Linked DNA regions of Mus musculus: region 1 is linked to region 2. A link is a contact called in public HiChIP or PLAC-seq data. All regions are on one chromosome and are shown on one strand. Each heading gives the region's core, a stretch centred on a gene start, on an enhancer-like site or on the middle of the called end of the contact. The rest is flanking DNA. Distances are from core to core; before and after follow the strand shown. Region 1 overlaps Cdkal1 (CDK5 regulatory subunit associated protein 1-like 1). Region 2 overlaps 2610307P16Rik (RIKEN cDNA 2610307P16 gene).

Region 1 (2,700 bases), core at 46-2,545, 890 kb after region 2:
GGAAAAGCCATACTCAGAACGTGCCTCCATTGGTTCACTGTTGTTATCTCCCTAGGGAAAGCTACATAAAATGTCTATATGTATCCATGAAAAACGATACACAGCACTGTAGCAAGTGGAAAACCCTAAGCTAATCAACCAAGGCCTGCTGATTAAACACTAAGTGTGAGGCATGTGGGGTGGCCCACACCCACACATATATGGGCAGCACAAATGAGAGCCTATGCATCATAAATTTAAAAACCATGACAAGTCTGATCCAGAGATGCAGGTGAATCTGGAAGGAGTTGAAAGTGAATATGATCAAACTACATTGTATAAAATTCTTAAGCAACTAATAAAAAATAAATTTTAAAGGAATACACGCACACATACACACACACATACACACACACACACACACACACACACACACACACACACACACACACGAGAAACAGCTCAGTGGTAGAATGTCTGCCTACTATCCATAAGACCCAGTACCACCCAGCTCATACTACTGGATAGAACAAAACTGACCTGAGATAATGTGCTCACATAATCATAATAAGGAACCCACCACATTTATCACTAACTCATTAAGCTGTGGTCACTTAGAGATGGAGCATGCTGTGACTTCCACAGTGTGGTGATCTGAATGGGAATGGGTCCCAAGGCCCATGTTTGAACTCTTGGTTCCCCATGGGTGGAATGCCTTGGGAAGGATTGAGAAATGTGGTCTTCTGTGTTACAGAACCAAAGCTGCAAGATTGCCATGACATGGGGCAACAACAGGATATCTAAGAGACGGTGAGGATCCAGGGTTGATGGGGTAGCAAAAGCCAGAGGCTTCTAGCCAGACCACAGCCTCACTGCAATGAACATTTCAGGTAAGGCTATTTGGTGTACTGTGTGACACACCTTATCTTCCACGGCACGATGTTTTTTCTGTATGTATCTGATTTTGTTTTGTTTTTGCTTTTTGTTTGTTTTCTTTGGGGGCGGGGATGCAAGGGTAGATTTGGAGAGACTGGGAAATGATGGAATTTCCGTGCATGATGTGAAATTTAAAAAGAATCAATAAAAATATTTTCTAAAGTAATTTTAAAAATTCAAAAAGAAAGAGAGAGAAAAGTGTGGCCTTGTTAGAGAAGATGTAGCACTATGGAAGAGCACTGACTACTCGCCCCCCCCTTCGTCCCTCCCTCCTCACCCCTCCCACTTGAGCACATAGATGTCAGCTTTCAACTGTTGCTCCAGTACCATGTCTGTCTGCCTCCTGGCACACTCTCCACCATGATGGCCCCAGTAAGCTCTTCCTTCTGTAAGCCATGTGGTCATGGCATCGAATCACAGCAATAGAAAAGTAACTGAGACGAGTGTATAAAGCACAAAAGCAGTTTCCAAGTGACTGGTGATATAGACATTTCCGTGTGACTTTAAAATATTGTATTTAACAACATAGACATTAAAAATAAACCAATATTTCAATTAAAAATAAATAAGCAGAAATTTCCCAGCAAAAAGAGGAAGAGAAATAAAACTGTGGTTAGTGTCCCTACATCCTTTTGAACCTTCCTATTTATCTCAGAACCCACATAAAAGTGGTTTTTAACCCATGGCATATAAACAGGATGTCACAGTTAGCTGGAAGAACCCTGATGAATGCTTTAGGGGAGAAATATGGTATTTGGTCTTCTGATCATCTCAGAAAAATAAAGTGGTGTTTCAAACCAACTAATTAAGGATTTTGATTAAAGGGATTTTAGACATCATTAAATAATTGGGTGCCTTTCTACATTTTGATGGCAATAAATACTACTGAGGAGACAGTTAAGAGTTGGGAGGGTGCGTGCCTAGGATACACCTGTGCAGGGTCTCTCATGTAGTGTGTCTGGGCAACCTCATTACTCCCTTTCTGAAAACAAAACTTTAAGCTTTAAGGAGCTGGATGCACTATAGCATACACAGCCAGCCTCCCCAGAGGCCCATGTGTTCAAGGCCTGTTTCTCAGGGTGGTACTACGAAGACAAGTTGTTAGCTTTGAGGGTAGAAGCAGGTCTTTAATTCAGTGCTGACATGCCTTTGGGACCCTGAGCTCTCCTTTCCCTAATGTAACTGGTATTGTCCTGCCTAATACTCTTTCTATGACATCCTAAGGGCCAAACTATACCTTTCTTCTCTGTGAGTTATCTGTCCTCAGTCACTGCTAACTGATACAACATGGTTCTGGAAGAAAGCTCTAAACCAACAGTATCAAGAGTTCAGTTTAGATTCTGCCTCTGTGGCAAACTGAAAGAAAGGCAGATCTTGTCTCCATCCTAGTTTTCCCACGTGTTAAATGGAAACTGCTAAACCCTGTGGTTCATACTGGCAAGAAAACTCTACAACTGTAATAGGAAACATTTGCCTTAATAGGCAGTAATTACAACCAAAGCCTAGTAATATTAAGAAGAAAATATTGTAGGAATGAGTGAAATCCTTAGATTTTCTTTTCTAAATGCTACGGTACTAAATTAGTTGCAAAAGTTCTTTGAAAGCATCCACAAAACACTGCAAATGGGAATTTGGAGGGAATCCATGGCAGACACTGAATGATGGGAAATCACTTAAATTCTAAACAAGAAAACCTAAACTCAAGGTACCCAAGTCATCATCCAAAGAGTGAGAGATCACTTGCTGCCTGGGACAATGGCAAACAGCACTCAATCCCCAGAGGCT
Region 2 (2,780 bases), core at 129-2,628:
CCTGGAGAGTGTAGAAGGGTAAGACTGTGCCTTTGCCCCTGAGTTGCCTGGTAACCATCATTTGAGATTATGAGAAGGTCTTTTTAAAAGTACACACAAGGGGAACGCCAGGGCCAAAAAATGGGAATAGGTGGGTAGGGGAGTGGGGGGTGGGGTGTGGAGGACTTTTGGGATAGCATTGGAAATGTAATTGAGGAAAATACGTAATAAAAAAAAAGTACACACAAACATACATACATATACACATATATAGTTATGCACGTGTGTTTATGTATACAAAAACTTATAAAAATGTGTATAACACACACACACACACACACACACACACACACCCCAAATCACTATCTGTACATCTTAAGCTCTCCTAAGTCTGCCTTTCCTTACTGTAGTTGGGATATGTGGATTAAGTGGACACATTCAGTATCATCCACTATACACAGCAGCTTCTCTGCTGTATACTGCCCTACTTTCGTAAGTCTGGAACATGTATTTGGTCCCAAAGCCTTTGATAAAATGCTTTGCCACGATTCAATATTTTAAATGTAAATAAACCACTGCATCATGTATTGATTTTATTTCAGATACCGTTTCTCTGATACCTTAAGAAGAATAAAGTCTATATTACATGCCATTCTCTTAAAGATCATTTTCTTGGAGAGGAAAACATTGTCAAAAGTATGATGGATTTTCTTCTGATGGATGGGGGAGTTGGGGGTGAGGGGACTCACAGGGTAGCAACCGCTGTCACTAATCAACACAGCCACAGCCTGAGGATTGAAAGGAACAGTAAGGGGACAGTGTAGCTTGCCATTCTATGATCCTAACAAGGTGTGTACTGGCAAAGCCAAGCCGGAAAAAAATAACCCTGCGACTCATAACCTGGTGTCTGCCTCCTTTTGGCATCTTAAGTTTAGATTCCATAAATACTCTGAATTCTACTTTCTCCGTGGCAGGATTACTTAATTTAAAGCTATACACACCATCCGTGCCTCTGCTGACTCTACAGGTTATAAAACTAAGGCCCAAGAGATTACCGATTTCTTCAACCGACTGCTAGCAGATCCCCGAGACACAATTTGTCATGGCTATGATGGCACCTGGAACTTTGTATTTGCTTCAAGAGGTCTTCTGCATTAGACCGGCAGGAGGCAAGCAACTGATAAAAAGATCCACAAATCCTTCTGCTTCAGAACAGAGCCACCCCCACCCAACAGGCAAGATCTGGACCCTCACTTTCTTTAATCAGAATTATGTGGGGTTTAAGCCAGGATAAAAAGATGTTCAGTTCCATTCTTTATGGGTTTCTGGGGGACCAACACAGGGGTGGGAATCACAGACGGCTGTCACCAGATCTGCCTCACACGCAGGCAGGAAGCAGGGTGGCAGTTAGAAGACAGGAAGACTGGGGGTGAGCAGAAACTTCCCACGGTGCCTGGAGAGATGAACAAGCTGTTCTCTCAGCATTCTTTTGGACCCAAGTGACTTGGTTCCTGGGCTCCCAGAGAAATGTGTGCCCTCCATAAGGAAGTCTCCACCTGCTTGGGAGAGATCACTACTCAACTGGCAAGATAAAAAGGAATGGTAGCTTTACCACCTACATTTCTACTCTAGCAATTAGTAAACTGAAAACAAGGGCTCAACAATCATCTGAGTTAATATTATTATTGCTATTGTGGTTGTTAGGAATGTAGAGCTTTAACACCTGACACTGACATTGATGGGGAATGTCAACTGGTACAGCCACTGTGGACATCAGTATGGCTCTTCCACATGGCTACAAACAGAGCTAGCTACCTTATGATCTGGCTGTACCACTCCTGGTATATATTCAAAGGAATCTTCCACTGGGACACTTGCATCTTCATGTTTATTGCAAGACTATTCACAATAGGCAAGATCAGGAACCCGCACTGATGCTGACTGGTGGATATATATGTGCAGTGCAATTTTATTGAATTGTAAAGAACCAAAATGAAACTGTAGCATTTACACAACTGGAGATCATTGTGTAACAGAAATATACCAGACGCAGAAAGATGAAGGGGGTCCATTCTCACATGTGCACATGTGCAGAATCTAGTTTGCTTTGTGTATGTGTGTGGGTGTGGGGGGTGGGGGGGGAGGGAGGGAGAGAGAGAAGGAAAGAGAGATGAAAGTAGAAAGGTCACTACAAAATGGGAGGAAAATGGCTAAAGGGAGGAAGGAGGAGAACAAAGGGATGGCTAATGGAGAAAGATAAAATGCCTCACTTTCGCTCATATATGTAGTCTATATTTAAGCATAACACATATGGCATGAATGCAAAGAAGGAACTATTTGGGAAGAACAAAGGGATGACCAAGAAAGGGGGTGAATGGAAGTGGCATGTGAGGGGATAGGAGCAAGATGCAACTACGTGTGTGTGTGTGTGTGTGTGTGTGTGTGTGTGTGTGTGTGTGTGTGAAAATGAAACCTATTATTTTGCATATTTACCAAATTTTAACTTAAAAGCTTAAAGAAAAGAAAACTGAGAACAAAAGCTATGAGCCAGACCTTGAGCCAGCCTATCAGAACTCCAACATCTTGGTTAGGTTTCCTGTATTACTGCTAATATTTGTAAGGAATTTAGAGAACAGTGTATTAGAAAAACAAAAACTGAAAAAGCTTATCCAGAAATGCTATTCTGTGCCATATAGAAATATTTAAGTTGTGTCTTTTTAATACATCTCCCTAAAACTAATAATATATACTATTTAAATTTAGCAAGTTAATAGTGAATTACTCTAAAATATCATTAATGC

Evidence for each region. HiChIP or PLAC-seq counts read pairs in DNA pulled down with a chosen protein or histone mark.
Region 1: an H3K27ac HiChIP or PLAC-seq map of large pre-B cells shows a contact between it and region 2, with 2.0 times the contacts expected there. The contact joins two enhancer-like sites.

Annotation. Positions count from the first base shown.
Region 1 is chr13:29,725,051-29,727,750 of GRCm38.p6, forward strand. The region is part of intron 5 of Cdkal1 (CDK5 regulatory subunit associated protein 1-like 1); the gene reads right to left. Among named protein-coding and RNA genes, the nearest start is that of Cdkal1, 130 kb to the right of the region's middle. Within about 2 kb of position 1,296, at least 28 of the 459 cell types and tissues checked have an H3K27ac peak or open chromatin away from gene starts, as enhancers often do.
Region 2 is chr13:28,832,138-28,834,917 of GRCm38.p6, forward strand. All of the region lies in intron 2 of 2610307P16Rik (RIKEN cDNA 2610307P16 gene), which reads right to left. Among named protein-coding and RNA genes, the nearest start is that of 2610307P16Rik, 52 kb to the right of the region's middle. Within about 2 kb of position 1,379, at least 55 of the 459 cell types and tissues checked have an H3K27ac peak or open chromatin away from gene starts, as enhancers often do.